Regions from separate parts of the Mus musculus genome. Here regions 1, 2, 3, 4, 6 and 7 are each linked to region 5. A link is a contact called in public ChIA-PET, HiChIP or PLAC-seq and promoter capture Hi-C data. All regions are on one chromosome and are shown on one strand. The core of a region is the stretch at or near the end of the contact, and the rest is flanking DNA. Distances in the headings are between cores, read along the strand shown.

Region 1 (3,333 bases), core at 59-2,558, 790 kb before region 5:
CCATGTCTGAGCAATCTTCTCGGGCGGATAATACCATCTGTATTTTCCCTGCTGTGTACGGACATGCTATGAACTACCAGCACCAAATTTCAACTCAGCAAGAATGTGATCTGGGCTAGCAACTTTCATTAAACAATGTTTCCTGTGACCACCCAGGATCCAATGTATGAATATTTTTGCCTGCATGCAGCCACCAGTGCTGGACACTGAACCTGGGTCCTCTGGAAGAGCAGCCGGTGCTCTTACCTGCTGAGCCCTCTCTCCAGCCCTGCTTATTAGACTTCTAACACATCAAGAACTTCATTTCAACCAGACATGGTGGCGAATGCCTTTAATCCTAGCGTTCAATAGGCAAAGGCAGACAGAGTCCAGGCCAGACCCTACTACATAGCAAGACCGCCCCCCCCCCAGTCCCCCCCCCTCCAAAAAAAAAAAAAACCAATATCGAGTTCTCTGAGTAACTGGCTTAATCTCTTCCATGGCTCATTCATCCTGACCTCACAGAAATCCACCTCCTGAATGCTGGCATTAAAGGAGTGAGACACCGTGCCTACCACCATTCCCTTTATAAGGTGTGAAGAGTGGAGACCAGAGGACAACTGTATCTTTCCTAACACAGCCTCCATTTTTTTTTCCTCTAAGACTCACTACTTAGGCTACTGCGGTTCACCGAGTAGTCCCGAGTAGTCCCGGGGATCGGCCTGTCTTCCTCCCAGCTGGGTTTTCATAACAAGCCACCACGCTCACATTTTTAAAGCGATTTCCGATGATCAACCTCGGAGGTCCTGTGCTACAAAGCAAGCTCTTTACCGATTAAGCAACCTCCGCGGCCCTAAACAATGTGTTTTAACACACCACGTTATATATTTCAAACGTGTGCAATTTTTGTCACTTACACCTAAATAAATAAAGCTGGGGAAATTAAAATCTAATGAGGGCCGGGCATGGTGGTGCAGGTCTTTATTTCCAGCACTCCGTAGGCCTAGGCAGATAGATCTGGGTTCGAGGCCAGCCTAGTCAACAGATCGAGCTCCAGGAAAGTCAGGGCTACACAGAGAAAACCTGTCCTGAAATGAATGAATAAATCTACTAAGTAAGCTTAGTTGAGCCGAGAAAATTAAAATGAAAAATACTATAGTAGGCGCTTCAAGTTGCGAAGGCTTGACGATTGTACGCTTTTCTAGATTTGATAACCGACATTTCTGACCAAAACAAACAAACAGCGACTTTAAAAGGTTTTCGTGGGCTTACCGTTTGAGGAAGAGACATGGCGAAACCGGTCTGCGACGCCGGACTAGACGCAAAGCCAAGCCCACGGGCGAAACACATCCGTCTTCTTCACCCGTTGGGTGGGACTTCCGCTATCAAGGCTCCACCTTCTTAAAGGTTCCCCAAAAACCGCTAGCAGCTGGGGACCGACCGTTCAAACACTTGAACCTATGGGGGACCATTTCACCCAAAGAATGGACTGTCAGATGGTATTAGAAATTATCTCGAGCTGGCCGTGGTGGCACACACCTTTAATCCTAACACTCGGCACTAGGCAGGCAGGTTGGTGTCTGAGTTCGAGGCCAGCCTGGTCTACAGAGTGAATTCCAAGACAGCCAGGGCTACACAGAGAAACCCTGTCTCAAAAAATAAAACCAAATAAATAAATAAATAAATAAATAAATAAATAAATAAATAAATAAATAAATAAATAAATAAATGACTTTTTCCAACCATTGAAATCTGCTACGAGTAGAAGAACGAAGCTAAACGGTTTCAAAACAGCAGCAACGCAATAGCTCTAAGATAATTTTTATTTGTGGTATGAGATAAGGTCTTGTTATTTAGCCCAGGATAGCCTATCTGTTCACAGCAATCCTCTTGTCTCAGCCTGAAAAGCTGGGGTTAAAGGGGTGCACCACAGCCCAGCTCCATCGAACGTCGCGCGACGTCAGGGTTTCCTCTGCGCAGCCATGACGCATCTTGACCAGCAGGTGGCACTGCGGAGTCGCAGGTGCGGTGGACCGACCCTTTACCCAAGGCTGTGGGGATCTTGAGTTCCAAGTGTTTTTCCTGCTGTTGCAGCTACTCATTACTTACTACCTACTGATACATAATATTTCAACATAAAGATGAGCTGTAGCCGCACAGCTATCTGAACGTCACCACCAGTTATAGGCTGTTGTGAGCTGCTGGGTGTGAATGCTAGAAACCCTGGAAGAGAATCAAGTGCTCCTAAATTGCTGAGCCTTCTCTCCACCCCATAGCCAAATTACTTGACAATTACATCCTTATTCCAATGCCTGCACCTCTATCCGCTATATGGGGCCTTCAAGCTCATCTCTTCAATGGGTCCACTGCACCACAATGTTCAATGCCACCCTGACCCTGCCCACCCCCCACCCCCAACCCAATTACCTTCAACCTCCATCGTCTTCCTCTGGGCCTTCTCTCCTCCCTCCCCTTTACATTCCTGGTTTTCTCTAACTGGCTTACTCCTCTTCCCAGACAAGAAGTAAGACGCCTGCAAATTCTCCTCTCTTCCTACACAGGTTCTCAGCTTACACTACACTCTGAAGATGACCTATTCCTCTCCTCCCACCTCTATGCTGATGGTGCCCAATGTCTCCAGCCAGCATCTCTTCCCCAAGCTGTGCTTGCATATACTGTCTGCATATATTGTCTCTGGAGATCGCCCATAACAAACATGCCAAACTAGAGCCATGCTACACTCTGTTCCCTTACTCTACAACTCCATCACCAACACACACACACACACACACACACACACACACACACACACACACGAGAGAGAGAGAGAGAGAGAGAGAGAGAGAGAAGCAATCCAACAGCCTGTCCATCTATCAAACAGTCAAACAGTCTTTCCCCCACTGTTTCTGGTTCATTTTCCTTCTAGGATGGCTATAAAACCCTCTGGTCACTTTCCCCTTCCAAATAAATGTCCAAGTTGCAAACACAGTGGTCTACAGCCAATTATTTCCCTGCCTTTTAGTCCTAGGGTTAAATTTTTATTATTTTTTTTTTCCAACAGGGTCTCATGGTGGAGCTCTGGCTGGACTGAAACTCAGAGATCTGCCTGTGCCTTCCAAGCTCTGGAATTAAAGGTGTGCCCCACCACACCCAGCTCTATGGGTTTTCTGTTTTGTTTCCAGACAGGATTTCTGTTTAACAGCCCTGGCTGTTCTGAAACTCACTCTGTAAGATAAGGCTGGCCTCAAATTCACAGAGATTCAACTGCCTTTGCCTCCCGAGTGCTGGAATTAAAGGTGTGTCCCACCATGCCTACCTTCACGGATTCGTTCTTTAAAATGGGGACTGAAGAGC
Region 2 (3,532 bases), core at 388-2,887, 850 kb after region 5:
CCAAAGCCAGGGGATGGGGAGGTGGGGGAGGGGTGGAAAGGCCAGTGTGAGCCCGCACCCCTTTGTACTGCACTGTCAGGTTGGGTTTGAGACTGTGCATTTTAGAACTGAGGGGCATGACAGCAAGTGGGGATGGGGTGGGTAGGAAGGGACCCTACCTGGGTGCTTTATAGTCAGCAGGACGAAGAGGAAGGAGGCAGCCACGCCAGATAGACTATACCGTGGGCAATCCACCATCCTCCCTGGAGCAAACATAGAAGAAAGTACAGCTGTGATTACCCACCATGCCTTGCAGTTTCTGCATTGGTTTTTGTTTGTTTTGTTTTGTTAACTCGACAGAAGCTAGAGTCATCTGAGAAAAGGGATCCTAACTGAGGAACTGCCTCCATCAGATTGGCCTATGAGCAAATCTGTGGGGGAATTTTTCTTAATTAACGATTGATGGGAAAGGACCCAGCCCACTGCGGGCAGTGCCACCCCTGGGCAGGTGGGCTTGCATGATGTAAAAAAACAAGCTGAGCAAGTCACAGAGGGCAAGCAGTGTTGCTCCATGGTCTCTGCCTCAGTGTCTGCCTCCAGGTTACTGCTTGGGTTCCTGCCTTGATTTCCCTTCATAGTGGTCTGCCAGCTGTAAGATGAAATTAACCCTTTCTTTCCTAGGTTGCTTTTGGTCTTGATATTTATCACAGCAATAGCAAGCAAACTAGGACTTCTGATGGCTATGCTATCTTAATAGACAACTAGCACCAAACCTGTCATCATCAGATCATGGCCTGGCCCCGTTCTTTTCAGTTGTTGATCACAGCTGACTCACTCACTCACATTTGAACTCTCACGATGGAGTTACACTGTACGTTATCCCTTAGGCTCCCCCTCAGGTCTCACTTAGTCCAGTTGGCTTCTAACTTGCAACACAGCCAAGGATGACCTTGAAGTCCTTCCTCTACCTCTCGTGAATCCTGAGATTGAAATTCCATACACCAGGAGGCAGATACTGAAGAGGATGAGGCAAGACAATGTCTGGTTTGAGGCCAACCTGAGCTGAAGGAAGTTTTTTGATTGGAAAGAAAAATCAGTCCTGAGCTAAAGAGACAATGATGTTAAAAAGAGGAAAAACTCAGCTTGTTGTGGTAGCTCACTATAATCTCAGCACCCAGAAGGCTGAGGCAGGAGGATTGCCATTTGTTGGAAGCCGGCATTGGCTATAGAGTGGGAGTCTGTCTCAAAACACTACTCTCTAAAAAATGTGCAGTGGAGATCAACAGGAAGTAAGAGCCATTTCCTGACAGGATGCTGACTCTACCTACTTCCTCATCTTAGTTGACTCCTCCCCACCCCACCCCCACTCCCATGTCCATCCTTCATGAGAGACTCTCCAAGCCACTCACCTGTTGCTCTTTCCTTTAGGGTGAAATGGAGGCTGTTGGTCTCACCCAGTCACAAGTGTGTCCTTCATTCACATAGCAGGTGTCTAAGGACAGGAGAGCATAGTGACTGGTGATGGAGCAGGCAAGGAAAGTGGAAGCGTCACCAGTTTGCGTGAAGGAAGATTTGAATGGTGTCAATCTGTAGGCAGAGTTGAGTCCCCGAGGGTCAGTCTAAAATGAGGCTCCAGTCAGAGCAGCACATTTACCTTCTGCTCAAAAGTGAAACTCAGAAGGAAGGCAGGTGGACTTTGGGCTCTGTTCTGATTCATCTAGCCTTCTAGACACAGTGATAATGTTGACCCTTATCTCTTCAGAACACCAGCACGCAGGCTGGACCCTGCTCCATGCCCTGTCCAGCAGGTAGGTGACCTGACATCTGGCAGTGGCCTAAATCATGGCTACTTTGTCCTGTCCTTCAGCTTGCTGAACTTCTATGATTCCCCATCTAGGGCCAAGCTCTCTCACAACACGGAGTCTGTGGACCCTCAGAGTGCAGAGCATGACTGTCTATCAGATACTCAACCTTCACCCTACTGAGTAGAAAACCAAGTCTAGGAGGGGATGTTCCCTGTCCAAGACCAGAACATCAGGCCAAGGTGCCTGTGTGTTTTTTCTTTGTTCTTTCTCTTTTACTGGAAAACAAAGGCTTCACCCAAGAAATGTAATAAGCTTTCTGATATAGCGTGTGGGTACAATGAGCATGGCTAGTAATGGAGGGCCTTGGACACCCCTGTTATGTGCTCTTCTTTCTTCAGTCCTTCTTGGGGATCCCCTAAATTCTCTTTCACACTATTGAGGGGTCTCCAGATCCACTTTCAAGAGCTGGGAAGAGCAGTTTTAAACTTATTTAGAAGAATGTTTGTTCTTCATTGTAAGAGCGTAACAGCACAGCATGCAAGGCAACAGTGTAACAGCACAGCATGCAAGGCAACAGTGTAACAGCACAGCATGCAAGGCAACAATGTAACAGCACAGCATGCAAGGTAACGGTGTAACAGCACAGCATGCAAGGTAACAGTGTAACAGCACAGCATGCAAGGCAACAGTGTAACAGCACAGCATGCAAGGTAACAGTGTAACAGCACAGCATGCAAGGTAACGGTGTAACAGCACAGCATGCAAGGTAACGGTGTAACAGCACAGCATGCAAGGCAACAGTGTAACAGCACAGCATGCAAGGCAACAGTGTAACAGCACAGCATGCAAGGCAACAATGTAACAGCACAGCATGCAAGGTAACGGTGTAACAGCACAGCATGCAAGGTAACAGTGTAACAGCACAGCATGCAAGGTAACAGTGTAACAGCACAGCATGCAAGGCAACAGTGTAACAGCACAGCATGCAAGGCAACAGTGTAACAGCACAGCATGCAAGGTAACAGTGTAACAGCACAGCATGCAAGGTAACAGTGTAACAGCACAGCATGCAAGGCAACAGTGTAACAGCACAGCATGCAAGGCAACAGTGTAACAGCACAGCATGCAAGGTAACTGTAACAAACAGCAAAGCATGCAAGGTAACAGTGTAACAAACAGCACAGCATGCAAGGTAACAGTGTAACAAACAGCACAGCATGCAAGGTAACAGTGTAACAAACAACACAGCATGCAAGGTAACAGTGTAACAGCATAGCATGCAAGGTAACAGTGTAACAGCACAGCATGCAAGGTAACAGTGTAACAGCACAGCATGCAAGGTGCTTTTCCCTGATTCTTCCCTCTCAGGATTAGGGAATCCTGCTCCATCTAGCTTGAAGCTACTGGTCTTGATGAAGGCAGTGAGTCTAGACAAGGTCCCAAGTGCGGGATGGGAGGACTAGATATTAAGAAGGATACAAGGGCTATTTCTCCCTCAGAATAGAAGGATTGTTCCCTGTCTGTGATGGTTATTTTCTTTTCCTTTTCTTTTCTTTCTTTTCTTTCTTTCTTTCTTTCTTTCTTTCTTTCTTTCTTTTCTTTCTTTTCTTTCTTTCTTTTCTTTCTTTCTTTTCTTTCTTTCTTTCTTTCTTTTTTTTTCTTTTTTTTTTGCTTATTTTATTTTGTTTTTTTTTTGTTGTTTTGTTTTTTGTTTTGTTTGAGACAGGGTTTCACTGTGTATCCCTGGC
Region 3 (3,377 bases), core at 813-3,312, 600 kb after region 5:
TTCTTTGAACCCCAGCGCTATGTAACTCTAGGATCCCCAAACACTTCCTCCTGCCTTTCCTGTCTCCCATTCAATCACAAACGTTTATGAAGTACCTTCTGAATTCAAGCAGTAGGCTCACCTTTTTCTGCTCAGGCCTCGGGCTTTCCCTGAATAGCTCTCCAGCTTTCTGTCCACTTGCCCTTTGTCCCGGGTCTCCATCTCCTCCACCCACCTTTAGTCTTTAAAGATAAAGGAGCCCTCTGACCTTCTCTCCCTTTCAACCTTGTTTTCCTACTTAGTACTTTCCTAGTTCTTCATTCACCCAATCTGAGCCAACCACTCCCCCCCCCCCCACACACACACACACGATCTGGCCGCTGGCTTTTGGTGGTGTATGCTTGTTAACAGCAGTACATGAGAGCCTCGGGCAAGAGTATCCGAGTTTGAGGCTATAGCTGAGACCTGTAAGAAGCTAAGTCCTTTCGATGGAATTCGAGCAATAAAACACTGCTTCCTAAGGGTGATAAAATGGTGGGATGTGCCGCGTATCTAACTGGCCAAACCCTACTTCCCTCTTCACACTCTGGACGAGTCCATCGTTCCTACCTCCTATTCGCCTATTCTGCATCTAAACCTCTTCAATACTCCAGATCCTCGCTTCTCCGTACCTCCTCCTATAGAGAGTCCCAGCTTCTCACCTTTCTTTATTCCTCAGTCACACAGGTCCTTTATCAAGGTATTGAATAATCCTTAGCTAGCGTGTTCTCGTCTCCCGCCCATGGACACCTTTGCCCTGGGTGATTTACATGGCTTGGTGAAGAGCCCTTGCGAATGCGAGGACTGTTACCTAATTCTGGGCCTTGGGCCATAGTGAGGGTCACTGAGTGCTGGAAAGGCCCTAGCTGCCAGCCGTCCAGCCAGGAAAAAGATCCAAATCTATGCAGGGCAAACTACAAGGAAGGGGCGGATCTACCCCATTCTACGGCGGGTCACCTAGGGGTCGGCCTCTGTCCTTTGGGCGCCCACTCCCAAGAGGGTGGAACCAGTCCTTTTCTGCTTGTAAGGTTTAGGACGGAGTGGGGGTCCACTGTGGTCTGCTGTGTCACATTACAACGGTGGGCCTTTGGCTCGGTCCTGCTGTGAGAATCACCTAGAGAGGCTAAGTCGTCCAACCGAGAGAGTGGGGTTAACACCGGCGCCACAGACCGACGGCCGCACCATCCACGCGTCGGGCTAACCCCAGCTCTGCTCCCCGCTTCTCCGAGAGGGAGGGGCGGACCCAAGGTCTTCCCTCTACGTCACCCAAGGAGGCCGGAGCCATCTTGAACCCTGCGACCCTGGTACTTCTGCCCTTCCCCCTCCCCCCTTAGCTCTGCACCGTCTCTCCAGATCTCGGCCAATCAGCGGCGGAGTAAACCGCCCAATCAAGCGGAGAGAGTCCGGGCGGAAAGACCCGGATAAGGCCGAGTCGAGGCCTTTGAACCTAAGGCCCCGCCAATAGCGGAGGGGTTGCCATGGTGACGAGAGAGAGCGAGTGAAGGGGCGGGACTGGAGTCGACACCGCCTTCGTCTGGGTTGGCCTATTCCACGCCCCCCCCCCCCGCTTATTGCGCATGCTCATTCTTCCGTGTCATGCCAGCCAATCATTTGATTTGGAACCATTCGCTCTAAAGTCCAATAGGAACCCGGACCTTCTAAGAAAGAGGAAGAGAAGGAAAAAAAGAGGCTTATGGTGGGCGAGTTCTGTAGGCCTGAGCCAATCCCTTCTGAGCTTTGGTTATGACTGGCAGCTGAACTGACGAATCAAAGCCTCTTTAGCTGAGTGACAACACAGGCCTAGCTCATTATGACCAATCCCTCGGCAGTGCATAGTTACTGAAGCCCTATCAGCCAATCATCATCGTGCAAGGGTAGGGGCCCCACACACACCTTTTTCCGCCCCCACTCTTTGGATCAATCGTGTCCTTTGAATTCTATATGATTGGCAGGTACCTCGACCAATAATGATGAGAAAAACTTGAAGTTTGCCCAACGATCCTGGGCCGAAGGCGGACCTGCTTTGTTGGGGCGTGAGTGTGTGTGTGCCTGTGTGTGTGCCCTGTGTTAGTGTATATGTGTGTGTGCCTGGGGGTACTGAGGGCTACGTGGGGGCGAAGCAGAACTTGCCATGGCAGCAGCGGAGGAAGAAGACGGGGGCCCCGAAGGGCCAAATCGCGAGCGGGGCGGGGCGAGCGCGACCTTCGAATGTAATATATGTCTGGAGACAGCTCGCGAAGCTGTGGTCAGCGTGTGTGGCCACCTGTATTGGTGAGAATCCGAGTCAGGGGCTTGGGGTGAGGCGGCGGGGTTCGTCTTTGTGCTGGGGAGGCCGAGAGCGGGGACCATGCAGTTTTTTTCAGATGACCAGAGGGCATATGTCCCACCCCACCTCCCCACATACACGTAGGGGAGGCCTAAAGTGAGGACTTGTGTCTTTGCTGATGTATGTAGATGGGGTGGGGGTGCGGGAAGGGTCACATCTGTGCAAATGAGATATCTTTCCAGGGAGGGTCCTATGAGCTGGTGCATGGTATGTTATGAGGAGGAATGGGAAATGGGGGACGCTGCATATTCCTCCATTCGAGACCTGAACCACAGTACCCCGTTAGACCTACCCAGGTGTTGAGATAAAATAGATGAGAGACTTTTCAGTTTAGGGGATGTGCCTGTCGGAGGAGGAGGGAAGATCTAGGGACTATGGACCTAGATGTGGGTCATATTAAGATGAGATGTGGGAGGGGGTGATTTGTCAAACCTGAAGACAATGGCATTGTGTAAGGACAAGATGGAGAGGGTGAAGGGTCATGGAGAGAGGGGTTTTACTGAGCTTGAAGTAAGGAGGAGAGGAACAATGTGGGTGTCTGAAAACCATGGGAGTCTGGAGGATTAGGAGCAAGAATGGAGTTCAGGCTGAAAGGAAACCTGTTGAATTGGGAAGTCAAGTTCGGAGGCAGAAAGGGGGAGGTTGAAGGTGTGTGTGTGTGTGTGTGTGTGTGTGTAGAGGGAGACAGACAGGGAGAGACAGAGAGGAGACACCGGAAGAGAGAAAAGGATCAAATGTGTGGAGGATGTTGAGGACCCAATGTGAGTACCTTTAAATGTCAAGTATCAAAGGCAAGAAGCTGGAAAAGTCAAGTTAGCAAGTATGCTAGAAGCTGTTGGGAATATGGAGAGAAATGGAGCAGTAGAGCAGCAGTGCCTGGGAGACAGGTGGTGGGTGGGCTTCCATGTTCTGGGGTCTGCAGCTCTCTTCTGTAGTTTGACGTGTGCTTTTTGTTTGTTTTTCATCCAGTTGGCCCTGTCTTCACCAGGTATGTGTTCATGAGGTGGACTGGGAAACAGGGAGGGTCAAGGAG
Region 4 (3,272 bases), core at 638-3,137, 660 kb before region 5:
GTTGGGGGGCAGTTGGGGCCGAGGGTGGGGGAGACAGAGGGGCTGGTGTTGGGGGCCGGGGTTCTGCCGCTTCCTCTTCCTGCTGTCTGGAGCCTTCCGTCCCAGAGTGCTCTGGTGGGAGGGGGGAGGGCCCAGAGCAGAGGTTCTGCTGGGCTCTCAGAGGCCTGCTCTGAGCCTCCGCCTCCTCCTTCTCAGCCTCCTCTTCAGCCTCCATACCAGAAGGTCCTGGGTGCTTCTCTGAAGATGCTGGAGGATCTGGCTTCTGAGTTTGTGTATCTATGTCCCAGGTCGTCCGTTCTCGAGCCTTCCCAGAGTTTAGGGTCCATTTCCAGCTTTCAGTGGGTCTCTGCTCAGCAGTCTCCACTTCGCTCGAGGTGATGTCTTGAACCTCCTTTGTCACCGGAACAATCCCTGAACTCAATTTCTCTTCCTCTCTCCCACACCCTTCCAAGTAGTCTTTCCTCTCTTCACCGGACTTCAGCCTCCACTCTGTGGCCTCCAGCTGTATCAAGCTCTGTTTCTGGGGTTCTCTTGAGTCAAGATTCCATTTATGGACATCTGTCGGGCTGGCCTTCTGGTCACCAGGCTCCCCAGGGCTCAGAATGCTTTCCAACACCTCCTTTCTCTTGGGACTGTCATCTCCAGAACCCGCTAATCTCAGACTCTCCTCTGGAGTTTCTCCAGGGCTCAGCCTCCATTTCTGAGCCTCTGCTGGTCTGGAACTCAGGTCTCTGGCCTCTGCTGGGCTCTGCCTCCAGTCTCGAAGAGACCTCGAACTTGACTCTTGGGCTCCCCCTATCACCAGCCTCCTATCTCTGGACTCCCGGGGACTTAGCCTCTCTTCTCTGGACTCTCTTCCCTTAGGACTCTGATCTCTTAAATTACCAGGACTTGATCTCCTTTCTAGAACCTCCAGAGGCCCAGCCTTCCTATCACCAAGCACCTCGTTTCTCTGCTGCTGCTGCTGTTGCTGCTGCCGCTGTCGCTCCTGTTGGATGAATCGATTCTGATGTACTGGTCCAATAGCCTCCAAAAGGACAGCAGATTCATCTGGGTCTGGAGGTCCAGCCTCAGCATTCCCAGGCACAGGGCTCCCCTCTCCAGGAGGCAGGCCCAACTTGGCTCTGCGTCGTTCCAGGATTCCCCTCTTCCAGGCTGGCATCTGGGACAAGCGATCCCGTTCTGCTTTCTCGCGGCCACGAACCGCTGCCTCCTCCTGCCTCCGCCGGGCTAGCAACTGTAGCTTCCAATCTGGGATAGCGGTCATGGTCACTGGAAGTGAAGGAGAGAGTATTGGGGGACAGGAACAGGAAGGGTAAGCTTCAGAGGAGCCCGGAGACTGAGAATGGGGGTTGGGGGAGGAAGTGATGCGGGAAGGGACGAAGAAGGGCAGGAGGGGACAGTGGAATTAAGAATGAAGATAGAGGAAGGCCGTGAAAGGAAGGACAGCAAAAGAGTCAGGAACTGAAAAACTGAAGAGAAAAGCTGGGTGCCAAGTTGGGGGTGGGGATAGTGGGAGAGGAAGAGTCGAGATTCCGGGCAGAGGCAGAGCTAGATTGGGGTTTGTGGGCACCAGACCGTCCCTAAGATATAAGAAAGGGGAGAGAGGAAAAGCAGGAGAGAGAGAGGAGCCGGAGGAGCCGGGGCTGAGAAGTGAGCGGATTCAGTCAAGACTGCCTCCCCCGGTACGCAGGGGGAGATAAACGGGAAGAACAGGGAACCAGACGGCGAAGGGCGAGGAGATCGGGCAGGAGGTGAGGAGGTGAGGACAGATGTAGAGGGCAGAGGTCCAGGGTAGAAGGGGAGACCGGGAAACAGGCAAGGGCGCCGGCGCCTCTTCGCACGGGGCCCCCGCAGCTCCCGGCTGCCTTCCCGGCTGCGCTCGGCCCCGCCCCTCAGTCCGGCCCCTACCCCACTGTCTTTCCCGCCCCCGAGGCGGGTCAGGGGAAATACCCTCCTTGGGGACTTTTGGTACCCGAGCAAGTGTGCAGCCCCGTACATTCCCAGAACCCTGGCGTCCAGCCGCGTTCAGTCCCTACAATCTCGCCGGCCTCCCCACCGGATACGCTCCAGAACTCGGGCGCGACGAGGACCCACATCACGCCTCTGCTGTCTTCCCCAACCAGGGAGCCGGCTCTCAGGGGACCTTGACCCAAAGGGTTGTGCACCAGAGGGAACTGAAGGGACAATCTATGCAAAAGGGGAGACACTCCAGGGAAGATCTGGAGCCAGGAGGCACTTCTCTTAAAGTGGGAGCCACATAGTCAACTTACACGCCTCGGGGTCCCTAGGAGGAGGTGCAGTGGAGTCAGGCGTCGGGAGAGAGGAAGAGGAGGAGAGAGGCGAAGGGAGATCCGGAGGGAGGGAGGGAAACAGAGGAGGAGGGAAGAGGGAGCCTAAGAGGAGGGACGGAGACGCAGACTGGGGGCCAGGCGGGGGCGGCGACCGCTTTGTCTACGGACAATGGGGCGAGGGAAGGGGGCGCAGGGAGGAGCCCGGCGAAGGGCGGGGCTTCGCTGCCCTCCTTCCCGCGTGGACTCTGGTGGGACTTCTCTCTTGCTGTGGCTATCCCCTCGCTCTCCGTTGTCTGTCTCCAGAGACCTTCACCCGCTTCCTTCCTTGCAGCCCCGAAGAAGCGGGGTGTCCAGACCCACTTCTCCAGCTGGCCGACCCGGGGCGGCGGCCCGTGACTCAGGCCCCCTGAGGGACATGGGGAGGAAGCGGCAGCTGCTTGGAGTCGGACCCGCCCTTCCCATCTCTCGCCGCTCCTCCCCACGCTTTTTCTTTCCCTAGCCAGTCTTTGTTACCGTGGCAGAGAAGGCGGCTGCCAGGCCCTGGGGTCTGAGGCAAAATGGCTTTGGGAGTTCGCTCTCCTCCCAGAGAGTTATTCTGTCTCCCGTGGGTTCCCTGATTTATACGCGGAGAAACTAATATTTGGAGGGAACAGGACTGGACGACTGAGAGATGGGGCGGGTCCATGGGGTGTGGCCCCAGCCTTGCGATCGTTTTAGAGTGCTCGGCTATCACCGCAAAAACTAGGTCTCATCTTCCTTCCCACAATTGGTTCTGCGGCTTGAGAGTCATGGACAGACAAGTGGATATCATATGTATAAAATTTTATTTTTTCTGCAGCGCATATCCTTTGGGAGAGCAGGGAGCCCTGAGTCAACCCGAGTTAAAATCGGGAGACGTCGCCTTAGGAGACCACACAGAGCTGTAGGGAAAGACCTAAGGAGAAACTAAGGCAGGAGTGGGGAGGAAGCACAGCCGCG
Region 5 (3,069 bases), core at 347-2,846:
GACTACATCTTCCCCAGGGCCACTCCAGATGCTCAGGGGACGACTCAAGCCTACCTAGAAGTTCCTGCACAGAGCAGGGTTTTTGTGGGTCTAGGTCGGACAGAGACCTGGACATGAAGGAGGGACAGACATGGGAGAGGTGGCTGGGAACAGGGGAAGGTTGACTATTTATGGAGAGAAAAGTTAAGTTATTTATTTATAGAGAATAGAAAGAGGGGAAAAATAGAAAGCCGTCAGATGACAACTAGGTCCCAGACACAAAGGTGTCTCACCTCAGACAGGACCCATCTAAGAGAGAGATGGCGAGAGAATTAGATGTGGGTGACCAAGGGGTTCTAGAAGAAAGCACGAAGCTCTAAAAGCCAGCCACTGCTTGGCTAGACATCCACAGGGACCCCCTGCACCATCTGTGAAACCCAATAAACCTCTTTTCTCTGAGATTCTGTCTGCTTGTGTCTGTCTTGCGTTGGGGGAGAAACTTCCTGGTCTCTTTAAGGAGTGGAGCAGGGGACAGAGGCCTCAGTTGGTCCATGGGATCCGGGCAGAGCAAAGAGACATGAGGAGCAGGCAGCTCCCAGAGACATGGTGGATTCACGGGAGTGAGGCAGCTTAACTGCCGGAGGAGACCCAAAGGATGAGCTAGGGAGATCCATCCAAGGGTGGAGAGAGATGAGGGTTCTGGGGAGAAGTGACTCCACTGGAGGGTGGGAGAGTGTTTAGGAGTGGGAGGGTGGGGGAGGGGAATCCTTGGAAGACCGGGGAGTCATACGGATTGGGAGAAATCCTGGAAGCAGGGCTGTGGGACCTAAATGTCTGAGTTGATGTACCGCAGTCAAGATATGGCAGAGGCTCCGTGGAAAACTCACTTGGGAGCAGGGACCCAAAGCAGCAGCCTGAGCTCATGATCAGAGTGAAAGGAGAAGGCTTGTGAGGTCCGTGAATTCCCAGGGCTGAGTTCATTCCCTCTGGGGCTGCCCCATACTCATCCCATTACCCCCCCCACCAGCCCTCCCAAAGCCCATGCACACTTCCCAACTCTCAAGCTGCTCTGCCTTCAGCCACTTCCTCCAAGAACTCAAACAGGGGGCTTTCCCTCCTCAATATCATGTCTCCCCCCTTATGCACCCAGCTTTCAGAAGCACCCCCCCATGCTAAGTTCTCCCCCATGGATGTCCCATTTAGAAATCAAAAGGAAATAGACACAGGCATGGTCTTTCTACAAAGAAACAGACAATGATTAGCTCTGGAGGACAGAGAAGAAATGGGTTTCAGTTCTCAGGGTCCTATACAACACACACACACACACACACACACACACACACACACACACACCCTCCTGATTGGCCCCAGATTGCCACAGAATCCTGGTGGGGACGACGGGGAGGAGATTCCTTGATGCCTGGGTGTCCCCAACTTTCCAAACCCTCTGCCCCCGCGATGGAGAAGAAACCGAGACAGAGGTGTAGGGCCACTACCGCTTCCTCCACATGAGATCATGGTTTTCTCCACCAAGGAAGTTTTCCGAGGGTTGAATGAGAGCTTTTCCCCGCCCTCTTCCCCAAGGGCTATAAAGGCGGCCGTCTGCACAGCCAGCCAGCAGAAGCTCCCTCAGCGAGGACAGCAAGGGACTAGCCAGGAGGGAGAACAGAAACTCCAGAACATCTTGGAAATAGCTCCCAGAAAAGCAAGCAGCCAACCAGGCAGGTTCTGTCCCTTTCACTCACTGGCCCAAGGCGCCACATCTCCCTCCAGAAAAGACACCATGAGCACAGAAAGCATGATCCGCGACGTGGAACTGGCAGAAGAGGCACTCCCCCAAAAGATGGGGGGCTTCCAGAACTCCAGGCGGTGCCTATGTCTCAGCCTCTTCTCATTCCTGCTTGTGGCAGGGGCCACCACGCTCTTCTGTCTACTGAACTTCGGGGTGATCGGTCCCCAAAGGGATGAGGTGAGTGTCTGGGCAACCCTTATTCTCGCTCACAAGCAAAACGGGTTAGGAGGGCAAGAAGGACAGTGTGAGGGAAAGAAGTGGGCTAATGGGCAGGGCAAGGTGGAGGAGAGTGTGGAGGGGACAGAGTCAGGACCTCGGACCCATGCGTCCAGCTGACTAAACATCCTTCGTCGGATGCACAGAGAGATGAATGAACGAACAAGTGTGTTCACACGTGGAGAGATCTGGAAAGATGTGGCCAGGGGAAGAGGGGATAAGCAAGAGATAAAACTCAGAGACAGAAATGAGAGAGGCATGAGAGATAAGGAGGAAGATGAAGGGGAGATAACGGGAGATCAAGCACAGAGGGCACCGCAGAAAGAAGCCGTGGGTTGGACAGATGAATGAATGAAGAAGAAAAACACAAAGCTGGGGGGTGGGGTGGGGCAAAGAGGAACTGTAAGCGGGGCAATCAGCCGGGAGGCTTCTCCTTTGGGGTGAGTCTGTCTTAACTAACCTCCTTTTCCTACACAGAAGTTCCCAAATGGCCTCCCTCTCATCAGTTCTATGGCCCAGACCCTCACACTCAGTAAGTGTTCCCACACCTCTCTCTTAATTTAAGATGGAGGAAGGGCAGTTAGGCATGGGATGAGATGGGGTGGGGGGAGAACTTAAAGCTTTGGTTTGGGAGGAAAGGGGTCTAAGTGCATAGATGCTTGCTGGGAAGCCTAAAAGGCTCATCCTTGCCTTTGTCTCTTCCCCTCCAGGATCATCTTCTCAAAATTCGAGTGACAAGCCTGTAGCCCACGTCGTAGGTAAGATTTCTTTACATGTGCCTTGAGAATGAAGGGGCATGATTTTGGGGGGCGGGTTGAGGGGTGTCGAGCCAGGCTGAGAAAAGACAGAGCTCTTAGAGACAGCACGTGAGAGTCAGAGCAGTGACTCAAAAGCAAGGCATCAGGGGGCCACCCGGGACCTCATAGCCAATGGGATGTGGAAAGACAGAGGGTGCAGGAACCGGAAGTGAAGTGTGGGTAGCTGCTGAGGCTCAGGATGTGGAGTGTGAACTAAGAGGGTGACACTGACTCAATCCTCCCCCCCCCCCTCAGCAAACCACCAAGTGGAGGAGCAGCTGGAGT
Region 6 (3,503 bases), core at 652-3,151, 710 kb before region 5:
ATTCCTAGATTGCCACCTATTTTAACCACACAATATATCCCAAGCAAATTACATTAAAATAGAGAGGATTTAACAGTCACTTTAAAGACATAGCCAGCTAATATTTCTCTGCCCATCTCCTTACCCTGCAATCTTTATGTACAGATTGCTTATTAATCTGGCAAATTGAAAGGCGTTCTGCTTGTCTCACACACAAAGAAGTGGGACTTCTGGGCCACAAGATCCACCATCTTTTGTATGTGAGCTCATTAACCCTTTTGAAGACTGCTAACCAGAGGAAGGTAACCATTCCTCCTTATTATCGCAAAGGCTTATGCTCTGGCAGTCTGGAAATCTGCTGGATTATCAAGGGTTAACCGTCAAAATCCTCACTGGCTGGCCCTCCCTTCACCCTCTCCCTTGCCTGCTCCACAGCAGGGAAGAGGCAGGTGGTAGGGGAGAGAGAACAAAGACTGTTTAGACCCACAGGACCTTTAATGGAGATTTAAGAGACCCGATTGGTCCTTCTCTCCAGTACTCTACATTTGTTCTATGGTCTCATTTCTTCCTCTCATTATTTTTGGTTTCACAACGGGAAACGTTGATTTCTTGTTCAAGGCTGGTTTTTGAAAATTCGACACTTACTATCCAATTTTTTTGCGACGTCAGCACCTCGGGCTCAGGGGGGAGGGGTAAAATTTTGGAGGAAAAAAAATAAAGCAACCAACCAGGACCCAAACTCAGTTACTTGTGGGGCCTCATTGGATCAAAAAGTCTCTTTTAAAAAAAGTAAAGACCAACTCAGTTTTCATTTCCCCCCCGCCCAACTCCATTTAGGGAGAGGGGGTCGTTGAAAAAAAAAGTCTGAGTGGATTCCAAAACGGAAATGCTGGATGAGTGAGATTGGGTAGGTTTGGGCAGGGAAGGTGGTTGATTATTTTTGAAGTTATGTGGTGACGGTCCTTCGGCCACAGATCTCAAGTCCCAAGCAGCGTGGGCTGGTGGGGTGGGCAAGATAGGTGGGGAGGGGCAGAAGACACGAGTGGTTGGGCTGGTGGCTGATTTCCCTTTCCCCCCTCTCAGGATCCTTTCAAGGGTTTAGATGTTGCTGAGGCTTGTTTGTTTTCCTGATGGCCGGCCTGTCTTTCTCCGAGAAAATTCAACCTGGGGTAAAAGGAACACAAAAGGAGGAAGGTGTAATCAGTACGGGTCGCCTTTAAACGTTTCAAAGTTGTCGCAGGACGCAGCCGCATTAGGGAAAAACGTGGCTGCCCATTAAATCCGAAACCACCCCGTTCCCCCGGCCCGCTCTCGGCAAAACGTTACCCTCCAAAGCGACGGAGCACCCAAACTTACCTCTAAACGAACCCCAGAATGGCGGCCGCCCGCTCGGGCGGAGTCTTTTATACCCGGCCACCGCCCAACGCACCCTAACGTGATGGAGAACCGCCCTCGCCGGGACACATTGTGCGCGAGGCGAACTCTGATTGGCCAGCGTGCGAGCCGGGTCGCCCGCGGATTGGACGTCCCTCCTCCACCTTCCCGAAGCCCCCTTCCCTCGGTTCCCCTCTTCCGTCTCCTTGCTATCACCTCTACGCCAGCGCGTGATCGCCGCGTCCGGCACCTCCCTTTCCTCTGCCTCCACCACTTCCGCTCCGGCGACCCGGGGTCGCCCTCGGTTGGCCGAAACGGCCCGACGCATGCGCACTGGGAGCACCCTGGTTAAAATCGCAATCAAATCTGCTTTCATGTTAGACACTAACCATGGAATCTAGGATTCATCGTGACTGGTCCGGGAGAAATGCAATTTTGAAGGCTGGTTCGATTGTGACGCAGTTTAAATTCGCGTCTGTGGACCCCGCCCCTTGACGCTTCCGCCCTTAGACATGTGAGCAGCCGCCTTCCGCATTGCGGGGCGTGTCCTTGGCCCACCCTAGTGCGTGTCCCGAGCATGCGCAGTCGCTCTTCCGGCAGGCCGTACGTCCGGTGTGCGTCAAGATGGCTGCCCCCTTGCGGCACACGCTTCTAAAGCTGGTTCCTACACTCTTACGAAGTTCCTATGTAGCTCAGGTAAAACGTTGGAGGGGTTTTCTCTACCTCCCCGTGGTGTCTATACTTTCGATCTTCCTTCCATTAGGAGGAGTCAAGGGGCATGGGTTTTCCCACATGTCTACGTGTCAGCCCTGCACCAGCCTCCGTCCCCTACGGCGCGCGATTTCTAACTACCGAGCGTTCGGGTCAGAGCCAGGGTTACGGGTTATCATCGTCGTCTCCCGACTACCATTAGGCAAAAGAACTAAATGGTGGGGTTGCCCCTGTGGAAATGGGCAGTTTGTAACCAGGTCGTTGGTGCCTGAAGTGGCACCCAGGACGTGTTTGGTTTTTTTTTGTTGTTGTTGTTTTTTTTTTAGCAAAGGACCCTATTTTAAGGATTTTCCCCGGTGTTCGGGAGACAGCCCAGGTTGGTCTCATAGGTACTTTCTGAGCTTTCTACCTCTCCCTCCCAGATTATGGAATTAAAAGCAAGTACACTAGTCCTACTCCACCTCGTCACACGTCATTTCCCCATCAGAGCATGCTTGAGATCATTCTGCTCTCTGGATTGAGATTGCCCTTTAGCCTCAGGTACTCACCACCCTGGAGGTTCTCCGCAGGGCAGGGAGGAATAGGAAGGCTTGTCTCGACGCCACTCCCTAAAATGGGACTACAGAGTAGTGACAGAGGTTACCACCGAAGTAATAACAGGCTTGGTGGCTTTAAAGCTAGCGTTAGGACGCAAATTTGTTTTGCTCTGTGGAATGTTGACCTGCAGCATTTTAAGAAACTGATCAGCGCAGCGACTTTGGGGTTTTCTCATCTGTATGAATCATGCCCAGCTCTCCATTATTAATCTTTGTGTTTTCTTTTTATTTATTTATTTTTGGTATTTTGAGACGGGGTTTCTCTGTATAGCCCTGACTGTCCTGGAACTCACTTTGTAGACCAGGCTGGCCTTGAATTCAGAAATCCTCCTGCCTCTGCCTCTCTGCGGAGTGCTGGGACTAAAGGTGTGCGCCACCACGCCCAGCTTTCTTTTCTTTTTTTTTTTTTTTATTAAGAGATTTATTTATTATTATACATAAGTACACCGTAGTTGTCTTCAGACACACCAGAAGGGGTTGTCAGAGCTCATGGGTGGTTGTGAGCCACCTTGTGGTTGCTGGGATTGCTCTTACCCGCTGAGCCATCTTGACAGCCATTATCAATCTTATTTCCAAAAGTTTGGCATTTTTTTCACACCATAACCAACCAGTGCTCATCAAACGCAGATATTTGTATGCCAAGGTTTTTAAATTGTCACATCCCACTAACATCTTTTACCTTGTTGGCTTATCCTGCAGGGTCAGCTTGGGGCCCTAGGTAGAGTGGTTGTCAGTTTAGCATCAACAGAAATGCTACTTTCATAGCAGAAATGCTATTTTCTTGATGAGTTATACTGACATTTTGTGCACACGTTCCAAACTCTGTCCCCAGTGTATGATAAA
Region 7 (3,450 bases), core at 867-3,366, 570 kb after region 5:
CTAAGGTTAAAGGGGGTTAGAATCCACCCCCTATCCTTTCTGACAGTAAAATCGGCCTAGGCCTCCCTTCATGGTATCATTAACTTCTATATTCGTGGAAGTTCCCACACTGTCTTACAAGGTACAGCTTTTGGGTCTGCCTGCCCTTCCGGTCTTGTTTCCATCCTCGTTAGCATTTCCAGGCTCAGGCTTCTGCCCCCTTCTACCCCTGGCTTCCCAGGATCCATTTCTTCCTCTCCCTCCAAGTCAAGTCAGACCTCCTCTTGCCTTCTGAACCACCTCCCAAACCTTGACCTTTGACAACCTGCCCCCTCACTCTCCCCACCCCTCGCCCCAGGTCCACCACCTTCCTATCCACTGTCTCTTCTCTTTCTACTCTTCTGACTAGGGGTTGTTACCAGAACGGCTGGCGGTCGATCTGGTTCTGTTTCACTCTCTCCCAGCTTCCCGCGTGTCCCTGTTGCACCTGCCTCCCTGTCCTCCTAGATCTTATCAGCCCCACACTCACCGTGCCCACCGGATACACAGGGACATAAGCAGTGCACGGCTGCAGCTGCAGCGGGTAGCCCGGCGCCACGTAGCCCCCCAGCGGCAACGTGCCCACCGCCCCCGCGTGCGTGGGAACCACGAAGCCCGGGGCTTGGGCCGTCGGGGCAGGCGCTGGTGGGGGCGGGGCGGCGGCCGCAGGCGGTGGTGGGGGAAGTGGACCCTCGAAGCGAGTCTCCTGCAGATAAGGGTCGGGTGGCATGCGGGGTAAGGTAGCACAGCCGGGTGGGGGAGCCCCAGCGGCGGGGCCGGGCGGGGCATGGTGGGGGGGCCGCGGTAGCGTGGCGGAAGACGAAGGACCGCGTTGAGCACTGGCCGCAGCAGAGGCCAGGCCACCTGCTCCTAAGCGCGGGAGGGTGGCGGTGCCAGACTGGTGGTAATGGTGGTGGTGGTGGTGATGTGAGGATGGGGCCGTTTGTGGGGGCGGGATGGGGGGCTCGGCCGGTGGCTGGGGGGCATTGTAGGGCGGCGGTGAAGTGTGGGGAACCGAGTCTGGAAGGCCTGGCCATGGAAAAGCCGAGGAGAGGATAAGGGGAGAGAGAAGACAGCAGAGATCAGAAGGGTAAGAGACATGAGACAGCAAGAGATGGAGAAAGAGCGAGGGAGATACAGCCGAGACGACATCTCCCATTTTGGGGTCAGGGAAGGGGTTGTATGTAGGCCACCTGGCCCCAATCTAGTTTTGCCGTCACAACTGTCACAGCTCCTCCCAGGCTCCGCTGCTGTCAACCACAACCCTCATTCAGGGTTGTCTCTGAGCCAGCTGTCCCCTCTTCCTGCACATGTGGTCGTGTCACAGGGGTCATGCACGCTCAGTTTAACATTTCCACTTTGCTTCAGGTGGAGTTACCTGGGAATCTCATGGGCCTCCGTTAAGGTCCATGACAAAGCTTCTGGGACTAGGCATAGTGGTTCATGCCTGTAATCCTTGTACTTGTGAAGCAGCCGGGGAAGGGTGAAGAACTGGGAAGTTCAAGACCAGCCTGGGCTACAGAGGGGAATCTCATCTCAAAGAAGAAAAAAAATTGTCTTCTAGATATTACTTTCCCAACAACCCAGTCTGATTAAGTCTCCGTTATTTTTCCACTGGGTGTCTCCATGCCACTGAACCGGTGACTGTCCATCTGTCACTCCCAGGGATGATGTCCCTGCAGAACCTGGCTCTGCCTCCCTTTCCATTTCAAAACTGCACCCCCCCCCCATGTTGTTGACAAGGGACCAAGGGACAGAGGCAGACTGACCCGAAGGAAGAGAAGGATGGGATATAGAAAGGGGAGGGGGTGGGGTATGCATGGAGAGAAGGAATGGAACTGAGCCACACAACATCCCAGAGGGGGTCAAAGAAGGGGATTAGGGCAAGTGGAGGTTAGGTAGGAGATGACAGAGGGGGTTGGGGGAGGGATATATATATATATAGTTTTTTTTTTACCTGACTTTTCTGACGACATGTTTGCAATCGTTGGGACAGGGTCTCTGAAGCTGGAGTCAGGGCCCCCTGACTGCTGGCGCAGGAGTCTTAGTGTCTCAGTCCGGGATGGCGCAGCGGCGGTAGCAGCAGCAGCGCGGAAATGGAGAGATGAAGACAGTGTGTGTTGGGGGGGGGGGGTGGCTGGGGGGGAGCTTAAAGGGACCGAGGCAGGGATGGGGGAGAGCTTCAGAAGTCTCCCCCCGAAAAACTCGGTTTCTCTCTGCTTCTGGACCACCTCTTTCCTCCTCTCACCCTGGCAGTCAAGCCCCCAGTTTAGCTCCCTTGGAGTTGTCATGGAAACCGGGAGGCAAGACCAGGCAAGGCGGGTGGGACTAAGAGAAGGAGGGAGGGAGGGAGAAATCTCTAGAGCCTCTCCCGCAAAGACTCGCTGTAGTGATTATATTGTGAGAAGAAGCCAGCTCAATGGATTTACCACACTTATCTCCAGACCCCGTTCAAGCAGTCCCTGCTCATCCATGGGGTTGCTCCCTCAGTTTCCCTCAGAACATCCTGCAAGATAGTTCTAGGTTTCTCCAGGTGTGAGACAGAACTGTACAAAGAGTGGAACCAAGAGGTTCAGACCCCCCCTCCCCCATATACAGCCTGACAATAGAGGTAAGATGCTGACTGTGGCTAAAGAAAAGGAGAAAAAGAAAGCGCCTGTGGGGGTACACAGGTACCTTCTTTCTCTAGGGTTATAAGAAGCTGAAATGCTTCATCAGAGGGAAGCAAGCTCTAATTGCTTGTTTGTGACAGGCAGGTTTGGAAAAGCGTGCTTGTTGGGGGCTGAAGAGTTCTTGGTCCAGTCAGCAGTCACAACCTCTCCTTAAAGCACTCCCTCTCTCCCCCCTCCTCCTGCCCCAAGACGCAGATCCACCCCCGGAGTCAACCCAAGACACAGCGGTGACTTCCACTCTTTTTATTTGCTTTTTGTGTCTTGTAAGGGCGTGGGTGGGGAGGTGGGGTAAGGATAGGCCCTCTACAGAGGTTACACCAGTTGAGCCTTTTTTGCAGAAACCTAGCAGGAGAATCAGAAACACCCCTTTAGGATTTTCCAACTCTCTCCAGAGACAGTTGCTCTAGGACAAAGCCCCTCTGGTGGCGTCCTGGAGAGCAGTCTCCAAAGCCCTGGCTTGAGCCCGTTCCAGGTCTGAGAAATTTTTACCCACGGCCTCATACCGGTGGTTCTGGTTTTTCAACCGTGCATGGATCAGAGGGAACCTTGGACCCATCCCTCCCACACCATCTTCAATACACGCTTCTGGTTTTATTAAGTTCAGATTAAACAAAGTCCCTGAGTACAGGCCTTGAAGCTCAGAAACCCTGCAAACTTATTTAATTGCTAAGTAAAAGCACTGACGGATAAAGGCTATTCCCTGGCACTCCGGCGCGCCGTAGGGGTCACGGGTAGGCCGAGTGGTGCCAGCGCCCGCAGC

The links. Promoter capture Hi-C pulls out the DNA fragments that hold promoters and counts their contacts. ChIA-PET counts read pairs in DNA pulled down with a chosen protein or histone mark. HiChIP or PLAC-seq counts read pairs in DNA pulled down with a chosen protein or histone mark.
Region 1: a contact with region 5 is called in an RNA polymerase II ChIA-PET map of memory CD8 T cells, with 7 read pairs. The contact joins the promoter of A930015D03Rik here to the promoter of Tnf in region 5. A contact is called at or near these places in 2 of 115 datasets of contacts at active chromatin or transcription factors (memory CD8 T cells and pancreatic cancer cells).
Region 2: a contact with region 5 is called in a promoter capture Hi-C map of liver, with 3 times the contacts expected there. The contact joins the promoter of Btnl2 here to the promoter of Tnf in region 5. A contact is called at or near these places in 1 of 39 promoter capture datasets (liver) and 1 of 115 datasets of contacts at active chromatin or transcription factors (bone marrow-derived macrophages).
Region 3: a contact with region 5 is called in an HNF4G HiChIP or PLAC-seq map of pancreatic cancer cells. The contact joins the promoter of Rnf5 here to the promoter of Tnf in region 5. A contact is called at or near these places in 1 of 39 promoter capture datasets (cranial neural crest), 1 of 484 Hi-C or Micro-C datasets (B cells) and 1 of 115 datasets of contacts at active chromatin or transcription factors (pancreatic cancer cells).
Region 4: a contact with region 5 is called in a FOXA1 HiChIP or PLAC-seq map of pancreatic cancer cells. The contact joins the promoter of Ppp1r18 here to the promoter of Tnf in region 5. A contact is called at or near these places in 2 of 39 promoter capture datasets (hippocampal neurons and liver) and 1 of 115 datasets of contacts at active chromatin or transcription factors (pancreatic cancer cells).
Region 6: a contact with region 5 is called in an RNA polymerase II ChIA-PET map of memory CD8 T cells, with 14 read pairs. The contact joins the promoter of Mrps18b here to the promoter of Tnf in region 5. A contact is called at or near these places in 2 of 115 datasets of contacts at active chromatin or transcription factors (memory CD8 T cells and pancreatic cancer cells).
Region 7: a promoter capture Hi-C map of liver shows a contact between it and region 5, with 2.4 times the contacts expected there. The contact joins the promoter of Prrt1 here to the promoter of Tnf in region 5. A contact is called at or near these places in 4 of 39 promoter capture datasets (liver, neutrophils and pre-B cells), 3 of 115 datasets of contacts at active chromatin or transcription factors (bone marrow-derived dendritic cells, bone marrow-derived macrophages and pancreatic cancer cells) and 1 of 9 other capture datasets (pancreatic islet).

Annotation. Positions count from the first base shown.
Region 1 is chr17:35,992,479-35,995,811 of GRCm38.p6, reverse strand. A930015D03Rik (RIKEN cDNA A930015D03 gene) reads right to left here and starts at 1,308. Exons shown (of 2, transcript NR_015618.2): 1 at 1,252-1,308.
Region 2 is chr17:34,352,927-34,356,458 of GRCm38.p6, reverse strand. Btnl2 (butyrophilin-like 2) reads right to left here and starts at 1,637. Exons shown (of 9, transcript NM_079835.2): 1 at 1,389-1,637; 2 at 159-242. The coding sequence starts at 237.
Region 3 is chr17:34,602,246-34,605,622 of GRCm38.p6, reverse strand. It overlaps Rnf5 (ring finger protein 5), which reads left to right and starts at 2,062. Exons shown (of 6, transcript NM_019403.3): 1 at 2,062-2,289; 2 at 3,314-3,332. The coding sequence starts at 2,150. It also overlaps a transcript of Agpat1 not described here.
Region 4 is chr17:35,865,230-35,868,501 of GRCm38.p6, reverse strand. Ppp1r18 (protein phosphatase 1, regulatory subunit 18) reads right to left here and starts at 1,887. Exons shown (of 3, transcript NM_175242.1): 1 at 1-1,887. The coding sequence starts at 1,267. It overlaps Nrm (nurim (nuclear envelope membrane protein)), which reads right to left. Exons shown (of 4, transcript NM_134122.2): 4 at 3,102-3,272.
Region 5 is chr17:35,200,534-35,203,602 of GRCm38.p6, reverse strand. Tnf (tumor necrosis factor) reads left to right here and starts at 1,596. Exons shown (of 4, transcript NM_013693.3): 1 at 1,596-1,948; 2 at 2,465-2,519; 3 at 2,698-2,745; 4 at 3,040-3,069. The coding sequence starts at 1,763. It overlaps Lta (lymphotoxin A), which reads left to right. Exons shown (of 4, transcript NM_010735.2): 4 at 1-438.
Region 6 is chr17:35,914,838-35,918,340 of GRCm38.p6, reverse strand. Mrps18b (mitochondrial ribosomal protein S18B) reads left to right here and starts at 1,901. Exons shown (of 7, transcript NM_025878.2): 1 at 1,901-2,049. The coding sequence starts at 1,978. Ppp1r10 (protein phosphatase 1, regulatory subunit 10) reads right to left here and starts at 1,145. Exons shown (of 19, transcript NM_001163818.1): 1 at 625-1,145. It overlaps Mir1894 (microRNA 1894), which reads right to left and starts at 452; the gene lies at 372-452.
Region 7 is chr17:34,628,230-34,631,679 of GRCm38.p6, reverse strand. It overlaps Prrt1 (proline-rich transmembrane protein 1), which reads right to left and starts at 2,116. Exons shown (of 4, transcript NM_030890.2): 1 at 1,976-2,116; 2 at 509-1,047. The coding sequence starts at 1,994. It also overlaps a transcript of Ppt2 not described here.